2 separate regions of the Sus scrofa genome follow, and region 2 is linked to region 1. The links are chromatin contacts, called in public HiChIP or PLAC-seq maps. All regions are on one chromosome and are shown on one strand. The core of a region is the stretch at or near the end of the contact, and the rest is flanking DNA. Distances in the headings are between cores, read along the strand shown.

The links. HiChIP or PLAC-seq counts read pairs in DNA pulled down with a chosen protein or histone mark.
Region 2: a contact with region 1 is called in an H3K27ac HiChIP or PLAC-seq map of alveolar macrophages, with 4 times the contacts expected there. The contact joins the enhancer-like site here to the promoter of MYO1D in region 1. A contact is called at or near these places in 4 of 5 promoter capture datasets (fetal liver, fetal skeletal muscle and liver), 22 of 47 Hi-C or Micro-C datasets (adipocytes, alveolar macrophages, brain and 14 more) and 2 of 2 datasets of contacts at active chromatin or transcription factors (alveolar macrophages and skeletal muscle).

The regions. Positions count from the first base shown.
Region 1 is chr12:42,117,717-42,124,589 of Sscrofa11.1, forward strand. It overlaps MYO1D (unconventional myosin-Id), which reads left to right and starts at 2,657. Exons shown (of 22, transcript XM_021067447.1): 1 at 2,657-3,071. The coding sequence starts at 2,977.
Region 2 is chr12:42,205,974-42,212,846 of Sscrofa11.1, forward strand. The region is part of intron 1 of MYO1D (unconventional myosin-Id); the gene reads left to right. Among named protein-coding and RNA genes, the nearest start is that of MYO1D, 89 kb to the left of the region's middle. Within about 2 kb of position 4,473, at least 2 of the 83 cell types and tissues checked have an H3K27ac peak or open chromatin away from gene starts, as enhancers often do. A contact at or near this core is called in alveolar macrophages, where this site is marked.

The DNA.
Region 1 (6,873 bases), core at 1,407-3,906:
GTCCTTTGCATTTTTCTGGTCTGAGACCCAGTCCAGGTCACACAGTGCCTTTGGCTATGATGTCTTTTTTTTTGGGGGGGGGGTCCTTTAACCTGGACTAGTGCCAGGTCTTCTTGACATTGAGATTTTCAAGAATACAAATCTATTGTTTTATAGACTGTCCCTTAATGTGGATTTGTTGATATTTCCTTGTGATGAGATTCAGTGGATACATTTTTAGCAGGTAAGGGACGTTCTCCTTTCTCAGGAAATCACTTCACCCATCGCATCACTCAGTGATGCCACTGCGTCTCCTTACTGGTAAGGTTAACTTTTATTTTGGTGGTGGCTGCACCCGCAGCCAGTGGAAGTTCCTGGGCCAGGGATCAAACTGTGTCACAGTTGCGACCTTTGCCACAGCTGCAGCAACTCAGGGATCCTTAACCCGCTGCACACAAGGGAACTTCTGGTTTTGACTATGTTTTAAACTGTAACACAAACCTACACATCCCCATGTGTGTATATCCGAGTTTTTATCACCAAGGAGATTAATAGTGAGCTAAGTGGCTCTGTGTTACCTTGTTTGCTTGCAGACCTCAGTGTTTAGTTTCTCCTGCCATCTCTAAACATATGGGAACTTCCTGTAACCGTGTCACTGGTTAGTAAGAGTGTAGCTGTGCATTGGCCTTTCTAAAGGATGGATGTAAAATTGTATGAGTAACAAATCACTGCTTGGCCATGAAAAATCAGGACATCCAAAAATCAGGACAGTACATCCAAAACACTGTACAGAAGTAAATTGAAATCCTGAGGCTGATTGAAGGTGACAGGGAGCCCCTTTGGACAGATCTGGGTTCGTTAAAAGAGCCTCATTGGTCTCATTGTCTGCTTTTATAGTAATTATAAAATGATAAAATACCCTCTGCATATGTTGTGTATATGTTTTATACATTAGGCTCCTGTAGATGATACTGCTTAACATAAAGAGTTCCCTTGCTTTGGCCATTTGAAAACCATGGCTGTGTCCCATCATAAACCCCACCCACCAGACAACCACTTTGCTCTGACAACCCCAGGGCTCAGGGAACACACACACACACACATACATCCATTTTCCAATGATCATTTCCAGGAAGCGTGGTCCCTGGTTGCTCCAAATTGCACAGAATTTGAGATGTCTTTTTTTTTTCTTTTTGAAATTGAGCTTTATTTTATGTTCAAATGCACCGATACACACATTTTAGGAGTATACCACACTCTATGCAAATCACTTGTTTGGCCACTGACCCACCCACACAAATGACCCAAGCAAAGGACAGGCTTCCTTCCCTTGGAAAGTGTCTGGCCCAGAGGTCTTATGCCAAGAAGGAAGACACTGAGATTCAGGGAGGTGAATTCTGAATAAGGAGAGCTGCTAACAGTGATCAGACTGCAACTCAGCTCTGCCTGGCCAGAGAGTAAGATGCTTTCTGATGGCAGACCTGCTCCCTTGGGAGGTGATCAAGCTGTCTTCTCGCTCTCCCTCGGCTAGGATGGATTGTTGGCAGCTGAAGCAGACCATAAGCAGGGTCCTTAGGTCTGCTTTACTCATCTCACATGCAGCTACAGTACTGGATTCCAGCCAAGTCTTTGGGGGCTTCTAGATTTTTTAGCAGATTTTGGAGTAGAAGAGGCTCCCAAAGGAATCTCTGGACTGAAGAGGTACAGCTGCCTTAGAAAGCCATTTATAATAGATTTTCACTGGGAAAATGCAGCCTAGGTTCCAAAAGAATTTTCTAGGGTCCACCGATGTATCTACAAATTGCAGATCACTTGCTACTCACTCCATTCCATCAAATCACTGTTTCATATCACTGTGTTTCAAATCACTGTGTTTCATATATACATGCAAGGCAGGACCATAGCTCCTTGGTGAGTGCTAAGGGGGTTCTGGAGAAGTTCAGGTCACAGTCTTATGCTCAAGAAGCCTACAATAATCCCAGGGAGATGATACATACATAGATTAAAAACTTAATATAAGGTAATGTTTGATGACCATGCTCAGGTGAGAAGGAGGGAAAATAGATCATGGAACACTGGAGGAGGAGAGCAGGGCTCATTAGTCAAATGACCTAGGTGAAATTGCAGCTTCCCCTTTTCCTAGCCATGCGGCGAGTTTACTCACGTCCTTTAGGTCCCTTAGAAAAGCTCTGGACCCTTTTCGTAGACCCAACATGTTACTATGTCTCAGTCTGAGCGTGAACCATCATTTTAAGGATGAGAGGGTGTGAGCAGAATTGCAGAAGAGGGCTTCGCGGCAGGACAGAATCCGAATGAATTATCCACTGGACAAGCTCCATGAGTTACTTCTGGAACTTTGCTGGCATCTACCAAGCCCAGGCGGAGGCGACAACGCTGGAAACTTGATTCCACCCACCCTCCTACGTCCGCACTCCTTGGCACCGCCCCTGAGCTACCAGCGCCGGCCCCCAGGGGGCGCTGCCGCCCCGCAGCGGAGGCCCGGCCTAGAGCGCGCCCCCGCCGGCCGCCCCGCGCGTGCGCGCGGCCCAGGTGAGGAGGCGGTGGCCTGAGCCGCGGCGGGGGCGGCTCTCGGCGGTGGGGCGAGGCGGAGGGGCCGGGGCGGGGCGGGGCGGAGGGGCCGGGGCGGGGCGGGGCGGGGCGGGGGCGGAGCGGGTGGCAGCGGGGCCGGGGGCCAGACCAAGGCCAGAGGCGGGACCAGCCGCCGCCGTCTCGGTCTTGTCCCATCCCCAACAGTGCCGGGCAGCCGCCACTGGAGAAGCGGAAACTGCCGGGTGCGCCGCGCCGGACGAGAACGCGCCGAGGAGCAGCCGGGCCGCCTCCGTCCCGTCCAGACCCATCGAGAGGCCGCGGAGCCCCCTTCCCCGCGCCCCGCCCCGGCACTGCCCGAGCTCGCCGCGCGCCCCCGGACCGACCCCCGCCGCCCGAGCGCGCCCACCTGAGCCCATCCGTGCCCACCTGAACCCGTGCGCCGGCGCCATGGCGGAGCAGGAGAGCCTGGAGTTCGGGAAGGCGGACTTCGTGCTGATGGACACCGTCTCCATGCCCGAGTTCATGGCCAACCTCCGGCTCAGGTGAGGGCGGAGCGGCTGTGCGCACTGGCGCGAGCCTGCGCTTTCCCGAGAGGGGGAGCCCCTGCGGTGCGGCCGGGTTGGGGGTGTCCCGGGTGCGCAGAGCGGGAGGGATGGAGTGCGGCCGTGGGGTGTCCAGGGTCCATTGAGCCCGATATCTGAGAGCACGCCCTGGGGTGCGGTCGCATTGGAGTGGAAGGGGCGTGCCGAGCTCCTGGCCTTCCAGAGGTGGAGGGGGGGTGTCCTAGGGTGCTGTCCCGACGAGGGTAGGGGGGATCAGGGGCGTGCCGAGCTAGAGGCTGCGCTTGGAGCCTGGCAGGCTGGTGCCCTGCCCCAGGTAAATGATGTGGGCGGGCCGGGTGACCTAATGGAAACAAAAGTAAAGGGAAATAAAAACTTTAGGGAGAGTCGCGGCGGCCCCCAGGCCCTGGGAAGAGGGAAGGGTTGTTTTGGAGAGAGGCTGGGGTCTCATCCCGGTTTCACCCTTGATTCTTTTTCTGCTTTATTTATTTATTTATTTATTTATTTCCTGGCGTGGTTCCATCGCGTCATTCAGGATGCTAGGGAATGATCCCTGAGCTGTCTGTTCCGGGATACTGGTTATTTTTTAGTTACTCTCTCAACGTAATTAGACACGTTTCCAGACATCGAAGAGACGGCTCTGCTTGCCAGTGCCAAGATAAACTGTCTGAATTTGACAAGGCATTCATGGTTTCGGTTTTTTTCGAGGAGTGTGGACGGAGCTCTTGTGTTACTGACATCCTTGAGAATGCAGTCACAACTCAGCGCTCCGGAATGGGCGTCCAGGACTATATCTGTTTTAGAAAGGCTTCTCCATATGATTATTTCACTCCTGATGGAGTACTACGTAAGCAGAGCTTTAAAGTGGGTTGACTTTTTGGTTTTTTTTTTTTTTTTAAAGAAAACATTACAGTAAGTGGAGTTTCCACATAGCCGAGTTTTTGGGTGTGTGTGTGTTTCCTGAAGGTTCTGGCCCCATTTCTGGTAGGGTTTCTAGCTACATATCACTCCAAAAGCTCATAAAGTGAAAATCTTCATCTGGGTTTGGGTGCTTCACTAACCCCACTTGTTAGTGTTAACTTTAAGAACTTTAACCTGTTAATAACTTTAAGCAATGTTAACTTGTTAACTTTAAGAATTTCAAAACCTTTAATCTTTGAAATTGCAACCCCCATAGCCTTCACCTGCTCTTGGTCAGGTCTCATTATGCCCCAGAGTAAAGAGCAGGGGCACAGACCTGAGGTCTACACCTGCCTGCCACAGGTGACCTTGAGCCAGTGAGGATGTGTGTGAATTTGTAAATAATCTCTAAGAGTTTCCAGCACTTACATCCTTTTTTTGCTTTCCGCTCTCATTGGTCGCAAAGTCTTTACATGTGCGTCTTGAATCTTAAGAGCAATTGTGGAGCCTGATGAAGCTCAGGAGAGTGTTTGCAGTTGAATTCTGCATCGTGCAGGTACTCCCCGAGCTAAGGTGGGAGGGTCCTAAGACCTATCAGGTGTGTCCTTGCCTCTCGAAGAGGTGGCCTGTTGATGGAGACAGGGGGCAAGGTTGAAAGTGTCCATTGTTCTAAATAACAGGTCAAGAAAACAGCAGAAGAGTTCAGCTTCGGAGAGCTTAGATGATTCTCTGCCGAGTTATCATATAAACTAATTGTTCTGGAAGTTCAGCAGAGGGAGAGCGGCCTTAGGCTGGCTCAGACACACAGTCCAGAGGAGGGATGGAGAGGCGGTGCAGAGGGTGGGTAGGACTTGTGTAGGTGGAGAACATTCCAGGTGGATAAAGTGGCCGAGAGCAGAGGGGTGGAGGCTTAAAGGCTGACTCTGTTTGCGGGGAGGGGAAGGAGTGGGTGTTGGGGAGTCGCAGGAGTAATCACCAGCTCTCATTAGTAGGACCCTTGGCTGATGCCCAGGTTTCTAGCTCTCCCTTTATACCCCATCCCCAGGTCAGTAGGATCTGGATGTTGCAGGTGTCTCACCTGTGTGCTCTCTCCGCCCCTCTGAGAATTGGCAGCACGTCTCAGCGCACAGGTTCTGTGATGGTTCGTGATTTCCCTCTACGTCGGGGGCAGCTGGTTCCCTGGGGAGTGGTCAACACAGCCCCAGCCAAGGGCAGCAGAGTCCCTGCCTCCTCCCAGCTCTACATCCTGACGGCTGGGAAGCAGGCCTCTCATGATAGTTTGAACTTCCTGTCACCGTGATGGCGCTTCCGACCCATCCAGTGTTGAGCTGTATGAGCGACGGGGCTCCTGCTCTTGTGCCCTTGGGCATCTGTTGCCCTTTGCAGAAAGTGACCAGAAACCCGCTGCAGATCAGTTTCATCTCCTGGAACACAGGTGGTTGGTCCACACTGGGTGTATGTTGACGGTGGTATAGAGGCCAAGTTTGAGTGTGTTTCACCTCTCAGTGGATATGGACACATCATTCCTGCTTTCCCCAAGCTGCGGCTTCTCCTCTCCCTCCCTTCCGGAATGTTCCATCCTCTGCTGTCTGCCTGGCTCTCCTGCAAGGCCCTTTCCCTCCATTGATGGGCTGTAACTTGCAATTAGGCTACCATTGCTTCAGGGGTCTGTGTCATCCAAGCTGAATTTTAATTTTCCCAGCAGCAGCACCCAACAGCATTTTGCTGGCCACAGAGTGCATTCCTCGTGACAACACTTTCTGTAGAGAGAAGGAAAAAAAAAAGGAAGTTTCAGTTGCTTTATTTTATTTTACTGAAGGTTTTGTGACATTGTCCATTTAGAATTCTCTTTTTTTGCTACTAGTCTGGACTTCTCCCCCCCCCCCTTGGGTACAAGCTTTATTTTTAGACATCTGCTACAATTGATGTCACTTTCCCCTCATTGTTATTATTTGTACAAAGCGCCGTAGGCTTGTGTCTGTGTGGGTGAGTCTGGCAGAGGCAAGGCTCAGAGGGTGATGGGATCCGTGTGAGTTAGTGATCTGAGGAGTTGGCATTTGTGTTGTTTACCCTGGCACCAGCAACTACTAGGATCTTGAGGACCCCTCTCTCTCCCTCCTAGAAGTCTCTTGCTAGGGGGATTTGTTCTGTTTATTTGTTTTTCCTTTTGGTGGAGGCGGAGGTGTGGGCAGTTTGGCTGGTGGTCCCTCACTCCACTTCCAAAGGGTCTGATGAAGCAAGCTTCCCGCACAAGTACCTCCTGCCTCCGTGGTTCCTGCCAGCGCCCCCTGCAGGGCCACCTGAAGCCCCACCAGCAGCATCCTCACCATGCCCTTTCTTTTGTAGCCACTTCCTTTTCAGAGCTGGAGCCCTTTGGTCCCTTTTCTCTTTCCTTGGGCCATTCGTGGACTTGAGTCCTAACACAGTCAACCTCGGCTTTGCACCCTCACTCGCAGTGAGAGTCCTGCCAGGCCGCGCTGAGCATCTGGCCCTCACGGAGCTCTTGCTCAGCCATGCTCGTGGAAGGAGGGATGCAAGCTGCCGCTCGGCGTGGACTCGGGCCCGGGACACTGGCCCCGAGTCAGGTGCTTTTCATGTCACAGGACGAGGAAACCCACCTTAGGCGTCCAGTGTCTAACTTTGTTGGTTCCAGTTTTGAGACCAAGGCATCTGCAGAGTCTGGTGTCTTGGCTCTTTGGACATTTAATTCGTCCTCTTTTCTTACTGGTTTTTCTTGTCCATAAAAGCAGCTGTTTGGAGCACTGCGTTTGTCACCTTTGATCTAATACAGCATGTCTTTTATACCTTTGCTTAGACCGGGCTTTCCTCAACCCTGGCGCTGGTGACATTGAACCCGGGTCATGCTTTGAGGTGGGGGGCTGTC
Region 2 (6,873 bases), core at 3,223-5,722, 90 kb after region 1:
AGCTCATAATCTTTCCAACATCGTCCCTGCCCATCTCAGGAGCATACGTCTAATAGAGCCTCAAAGGAATTGCCTCCATCACATGGAGACCATAGTTTTGCCGGAAGCAGAAACAGGATGCCTTCACCCTTAGGAGTCACTCATCTAAGGGCCGGGGAGGGTGAATGGAACCGTTTTGAGAGTTGGCAGGAAGCTAATGAGCATTGCATAAGTTCGGTGCACAAGTAAAGAGAGGGGTCAAAGTTTTGTGTACTTTGGAAATAAAACTGCAATACAGGCTGTCCTTTTGAAATGGACTAGCATCATTGGTTAAAAAAAATCCATACCCACGAAACCGAAATGCTCATACATTGTAGGTGGAAGTATTCAGTGCTGCAGCCTCTTTGGAGGACAATGGGGCAATAATTCTTTTTTTTTTTTTTTGTCTTTTTGCCATTTCTAGGGCCACTTCCCTCGGCATATGGAGGTTCCCAGGCTAGGGGTCAAATCGGAGCTGCAGCCACCGGCCTACACCACAGCCACAGCAACGCGGAATCCAAGCTGTGTCTGTGACCTACACCACAGCTCACGGCAATGCTGGATCCTTAACCCACTGAGCAAGGCCAGGGATCGAACCCGTAACCTCATGGTTCCTAGTCGGATTCATCAACCACATGAGCCATGACGGGAACTCCTGGGCAATAATTCTTAAGCTTAAATTGAAAGTAGCCTTTGAGCCAGTAATGTCGATCCTAGAGATGTCTTCTGCAGGTGTATATATACACATAGGCACAAAGAAATATATGTCATACTTGTAGTTGCTTTGTTCATAGTCACAGGTGAGGGGAAACCACTTAAATGTCCAGCTGGGACTGATTAAATTTATTATTGTTATTCACCCCCCAAAACGAAATGCTATGCAGGCATTTTCAAAAATGAGGCCTTTCCCTACTTACGTGAAACCACCACCAAGATGTCTGTTTTTTAATTCGAGAAAAAAAAGTCTCATGTAAGAAACGACATGCACGCATGTGTGTAAACGTATGCAGAAACTATTTCTGGAAGAATTCACAGGACACCCGTGGCAGTGGTTCCCTCTGATGAGGGAAGCTGTGGGAAAGCTGCAAAAGATACTTTTCCCTACCTTTTCATCGATACCTTTGAATCTTTTACTAAGAGTCGGTGTTGCCTCTTCAAAATTAATACATTAAAGTGTAAGCTTACTCTCCACGGAAGCCTGAAAATTGGGGAGTTTTCTTATTAGCAACTTTTAATTTTGGTATAATTTCCAGTTTGCAGACCCATTGCAAGAATACTGCAAGAAACACCCCAGGAGTGTGCCTGACATTTAATTGTTAGGTCTCTGCTGATCGGAACTCTTATTCAGCCTTTGTTTTCTCCACGGTGAGATCTTATTTGTGGACTGTTCTTCTGTTTAGGTCTGTGTTCTCTTTCTGCCTGATCAGACTGAGGTTACAAGGTTTTGGCAGACACCACAGAAGTGACGGTTCCGTCCTCACTGCGTCGTATCAGGGGGCCCTGTATTTCTCTGGTGTGTCAGCCCTGAGGCTACAGGAGACCCAGCGCTCCTTCAAGCGCACCCATGGAAGCTTTCAGCTGGGAATTGGAATCCCCTAAGGACCTGCCAGCCAACCTCATATCCTTCTTAGTTTTCCAGGAATGTTTGAAAGTATCGTGTTCAGTCACCCAGCTCCTTGCCTTCCCCTAAGAGGTTGACCAGGTGTATCCAGTGGAGTTACTTACGTATCTGTCCAGACGGACCCCACCGTGGACTGCTGATGCTCTCTGTACCACTGGACGCGTCACCGGTGGCTTTAAATCTCATCATTTAGATGGCCAATTCCAAAACCCCCCGAACCAGCTCAGAAAACGCATCCTTAAAATTCTGTTCCTCTGGAACCACTCTTGGTGCCAAGATCTGTATTAGTTTGGGTTACCCAGACAAACAGAACCAAGAGGTTAAGTGCGTGTACACGCGGGCGCGCCTGTGTGTGTATGATGAGGTTTTTGGCTCACACAGTTAGGGACCCTGAGCAGTCCAAGGCCTGCAGTTGACAAGCAGGAGACCCAGGGAAGCCGATGGTGTGGTTCTAGTCTGAGTCTGTGTGTGAAGGCGGGAGACCCCTGGCCCAGCTAAAGACAGCCAGGCAGAAAGAGTTCCTTTTCTTCTAATCAGGCTTTGATGGGTCAGATGGGGCTCACACACGGGAAGGGGGCTCTGCTGTCCTCAGCCTACTGATTCCAGTGTAATCTCAACCAAAAAGACCCCCACAAACACAGCCAGAATAATGTTGACCAAATATCTGGGCACCCCATGGCCCCATCACTTTGACCCATCCCATTCGCCGTCACAGGCACATATGTCAGTTTCAGTATTGGTGCTACTAATTTTGATCAGCTAAAGTGGTTATAAAGTTTCTCCACTGTAAAATTCTCTTTTCCTTCTGTAATTACGATGTAATTTGTGGAGAGATACTTCAAGCCCATATAACTGTCTGTTTTCCTTGTGACACTTTCAACTCCTAGTTCTAGCATTCACTGATAATTTTTTGTCTTCTTTTCCTTTTTGTTTGTTTCTTTCCTTTCTGTGTGTGTGTGTATGCATGCGCTTGAGCTTTTTAGGGCTGAACCCATGGATGTTCCCAGGCCAGGGGTCGAATCAGAGCTGTAGCTGCCACAGCTACAGCAACATGGGATCTGAGCCATGTCTGTGACCTACACCACAGCTCACAGCAATGCTGGATCCCTGGTCCACTGAGCGAGGCCAGGGATCGAACCTGCATCCCCATGGATACTTGTCGGGTTTGTTTCCTCTGAGCCACAACGGGAACTCCTCACTAGTAATTTTCTAACTCACATCATTCCTTCTTTATTTCTGAACTGGAGCTTCCCTTGGACAAAGAACTTTTCTTTTTTTATGTCATTGTGGACTCAGATTCTTTTTTCTTCGAAGGATTATAATGTTACTGGCATTTGCTTACTTTAATGCTCATGTGGTCCCAGATGTGGCCAGGGGCCCGTTTGCTGGCTCCTCTGTCCCTCTGACACATCCCTGTCATGCCTCGAGTGCCTCCCTTCTTTCTGGTTCAGCAAGATATCCCAGCCTCATCTTCTCTTTTTCCTGTCCCAGCTCTGGAATCAGCTTTTCTTCAGGAAGCCCTGGGTCCTTTTAGTTAAGAAGCTGGGTGTATACAAGCCAACATTGGGGTACCATTGCGTCTCAGCTCTCACCGAAGACGGAGCTGGAAACGTCTGTGTGCACACACCCCGCCCCCACCTTTCCCCCCAGGATCCGCGAGTTTGTCCTGATGCCTCCAATTCTAAGTCACCCCCCACAGGTTTCGTCATTTCCTTTTCACTGGTAGTGAAAAGCCTGTCTTGGTTGGAGTAGGTACCATTCAATTATATTTTCCTGGAGTAAAAATTACGCTTTATGTCTAGATTGTGTGACGTTTCCCACATTGAAGGGAAAGATGATTTTATATTGGAACATGGGGATATGGCCCCTTTTGTAACTAGGTGACATCTTGCTATATTTAACACCCCTTCCCCAGTTTTTGAAAATCACAAGGAAATAAGAAAAGTGAAACCGAATATATCAATGGGGAAAAAAATGGTAATGATGGCAGGTGATTTAAAGTTTGGCACTCCTGATAGCTTGGATTTTCTCTGTCAGTGGAAGGCAAAACCATTTCCTGAGAGATTGGAGATGGGCTGCAGGAACTCATTTATTTGTTCCTTTATTTTTTCATTCACCAAATATTTAACCATCCCCTGTAAGGCCCAGGACCATCTCACATGCTGAAGATAAAGCAGTGAGCAACGTAGATATGGTCTCTGTTACCCTGGAGACCGACAGTAAACAAGGAAACAAGGGAGTTCCCACTGTGGCTCCGCAGGCTAAGAACCCAACTAGTATCCATGAGGATGTGGGTTTGATCCCTGGCCTGGCTCAGTGGGTTAAAGATCTGGTTTTTTTCTGAGAGCTGCGGTGTAGGTAGGTCACAGATGCGGCTTGGATCCTGCATTGCTGTGGTTGTGGTGTAGGCCGGCAGCTAGAGCTCCAATTCGACCCGTAGCCTGGGAACCTCCATGTGCCTCAAGTGCAGCCTTAAAAAGGAAAACAAAAAACCAAAAAACAACCCAAGCAAACGAGAAACTGCTTGTAGCAAATCGTATAAAGGAAACAAACTAGTGTGAGATGATAGGGGAGGGGGGCAGTTTAGCTGGAGAAAGAAACTTGTTTTATGGTCAACCAGAGCACACAGCAACCAGGGGTAGCTGGCCTGAGATGAGCCAATATCTGGATATCAGATTGGTCTGACATTGAAGTTTTCCACTGAAAAGATGTAAGGATAGGAATAAGCAGTTAGACTTCTGTTTTTAAGATCATGCCTCCTGCTGTGTGGAGCTTGAAAGGGGTCAGGCCCATTACGATGGTATCTGTGATGTATGTGACTTCATATTCTTGCTAACATTGTTCATAAAACTCTTGACCTATTGGTGAAAAAATTGCATCACATGGTTGATTTGCCTTTCCTTAAATGTAAGTGAAATTGAGACATATTTTCATGGAATTCATTGGGGTATGACTAGTTGCATCAGTTTCCAAGAGTTGCTGTTAACACATGACCACGAACAGGGTGGCTTAAAACAGTGGGCAGGTATTGTCTCAAGGATTGAAGTCTGGTGTCAGCCAGCCAGACTCCTTCTGAAACCTGCAGAGAAGCCTTTCTTTGCCTCTTTCTGGCTTCCAGCGGTGACCATCAAACCCTGGCATTCCAGGTGTAGCTGCATCTGCCTCTTTGATCACATGGTGTCCTCCTGTCTGTCTGTGTCTTGAGGCTTTTTCCTCTTCTCGGGAGAAGGCTGGTCATATCGGATGAGGGCCCACCTTCATGACATCTGCAAAAACCCTAATTCCAAATGAGGGCCCCTTCCTGGGTACCAAGGATTAGGACTTGATCATACCTTTTGGGGGGAAAAGCAATTCAAGTCATCACACTAATAATAGTCTGGTTTTTTGTTTGTTTTTGGGTGACTGGCTCATTTTTTAACACTATGTATTGACATTTATTATTGGGGTTTTGTTTGTTTGTTTGTTTTGTTTTTTTTGCTAATTTGAGGTGTCACCATTGTCATATACTAAAGCCTAAGGAACACCAATTATGTGATCTGCAGTATCTCTCACTTCTATAATTTCCTTTTTTTCTACTTTTGTTTTCCCATTTTTTTTTTTGCTTACTTTTCTCCACCTCTTCTTCTTCTCCCTGGCTGTTTTCAGCAGTGTCCATTCCTCCTTTGATGGCTTTTAATGTGGTCTTCATTTCTCAGGGTTTTTGTTTTTTTTTTTTTTCTTGAGCTCTTGCAGTTTATCTCCTTGAAAAAAAATTTAAGTATTTCTCTTTTTTTGTTTTATGGCTGCCCCCAAAGCACAGACATTCCCGGGCGAGGGATCAAATCCAGGCTGTACCTGCAACCTGGGAACTCCAGATTTCTCTCCTTTTAAACAATGTTTTCTTTGATCTCTTGGTTTATGGGGCTCTATTTTCTTTACATTCTTTATTTTCATGCAGAAATGTTTTTTCATCGTTTTCTCCTTTATGACACTTTTTCCCCTCCATAGGTATTCTGGGTCTCCTTTTTGTCTGTCGAATTCTTGGCCCGTGTCTTTCCTGTAACATCTTATCCTGGGCGCCGTCCTGGTTCACTTTTGGTTATTGCCATCTTTGCATTAGGTGTGTTCCATGTGGGGTGGGTTAGTTGCTGAAAGATCGTATGCAGAAGGACCAGTATATCGCTGAGGTTTTTAGACCTTCTCTCACCAACACTTTGTCCTGAAACGGCAAGAAGTTTGCCTGACTCGCAAACATGTCCCACCCGTATGCTGTGAGACTCCTGGCAAGTGAGTTGGTATTATTTTCCCTTTTCATGTATGAAGGTCATCTGCCGAAGGGCAGTTGCACCTACTCTTTCTTTTTTGTCTCACCACTCTGACAGCCTGCTTTTTTGCAAAAATGTAATTCCTACTCATACCTTCCCTTAGCACCATCTTGCAGCTGTTGAGAAGTGTCACTTGGGGCTCGTTTTGTTCCACAGCCACCTGCATCCCAAGACCCTGCTGTTCGGATCCAAAGAGCATTGCTGGGCCACTCTGGATCTGAGCGCCCCCTGCAGAACTTGCTCCCATGCCTGGCTGCGTCTGAGGCACACGCTCGGCTCTGAGCAGCTTCCCTCCTTGAGGTCCAGCTTCCCAGGGCTTCGCAACCTTTCTTCATAGCTTGTGTTTCAGAGTTGTAGCTGGTTTTCTGTTTCCTCTGAGGCCAAGTTTGCTGGGTTTGTTCTGACTTGTCGATTTCCAGTGGGTAGAGTAGGGCGAAGCTAGCCTTGGTGTAGCCCCTTAAATGGACGCCACTCTGGTGGTATTTGAAGTGGGTATTGGACTCAACCCTGGAGAGCTTGAGTGTTTAGAGAACACTGGGAGAGAGGAGCTGGCAGAGGAGGCAGAGGAGGAAAACCCCGAGTCTGTGACCTCGTGGAAGCCAGGAGAAGAGAGGGGGCAACGGGGGTCAGTGTCAGATGCTGCTGGGAAACCAGCGAAGACTGATGGATTTAGCCGTTTCATGGGGAACTTACTTTGGGAAGTTTGATCAAGGTCTGAAGAAGTGCTTGAGAGGAACCCAGATTGGAGTTGCTTGAGGAGATACTGGGAGACAAAGACATGGCTTGTGTGGGTGACCACCTGTCCTGAGAAGTAGGGGCACTCATAGCAGCTTAAGATTTCATTCGCACTGAAAAAGGAAAGAAAACGGGCCAAATCAATGAGGTTAAGCATCACCTATTTAAAAGGGTATGTCTTCATGAAAGAAATAA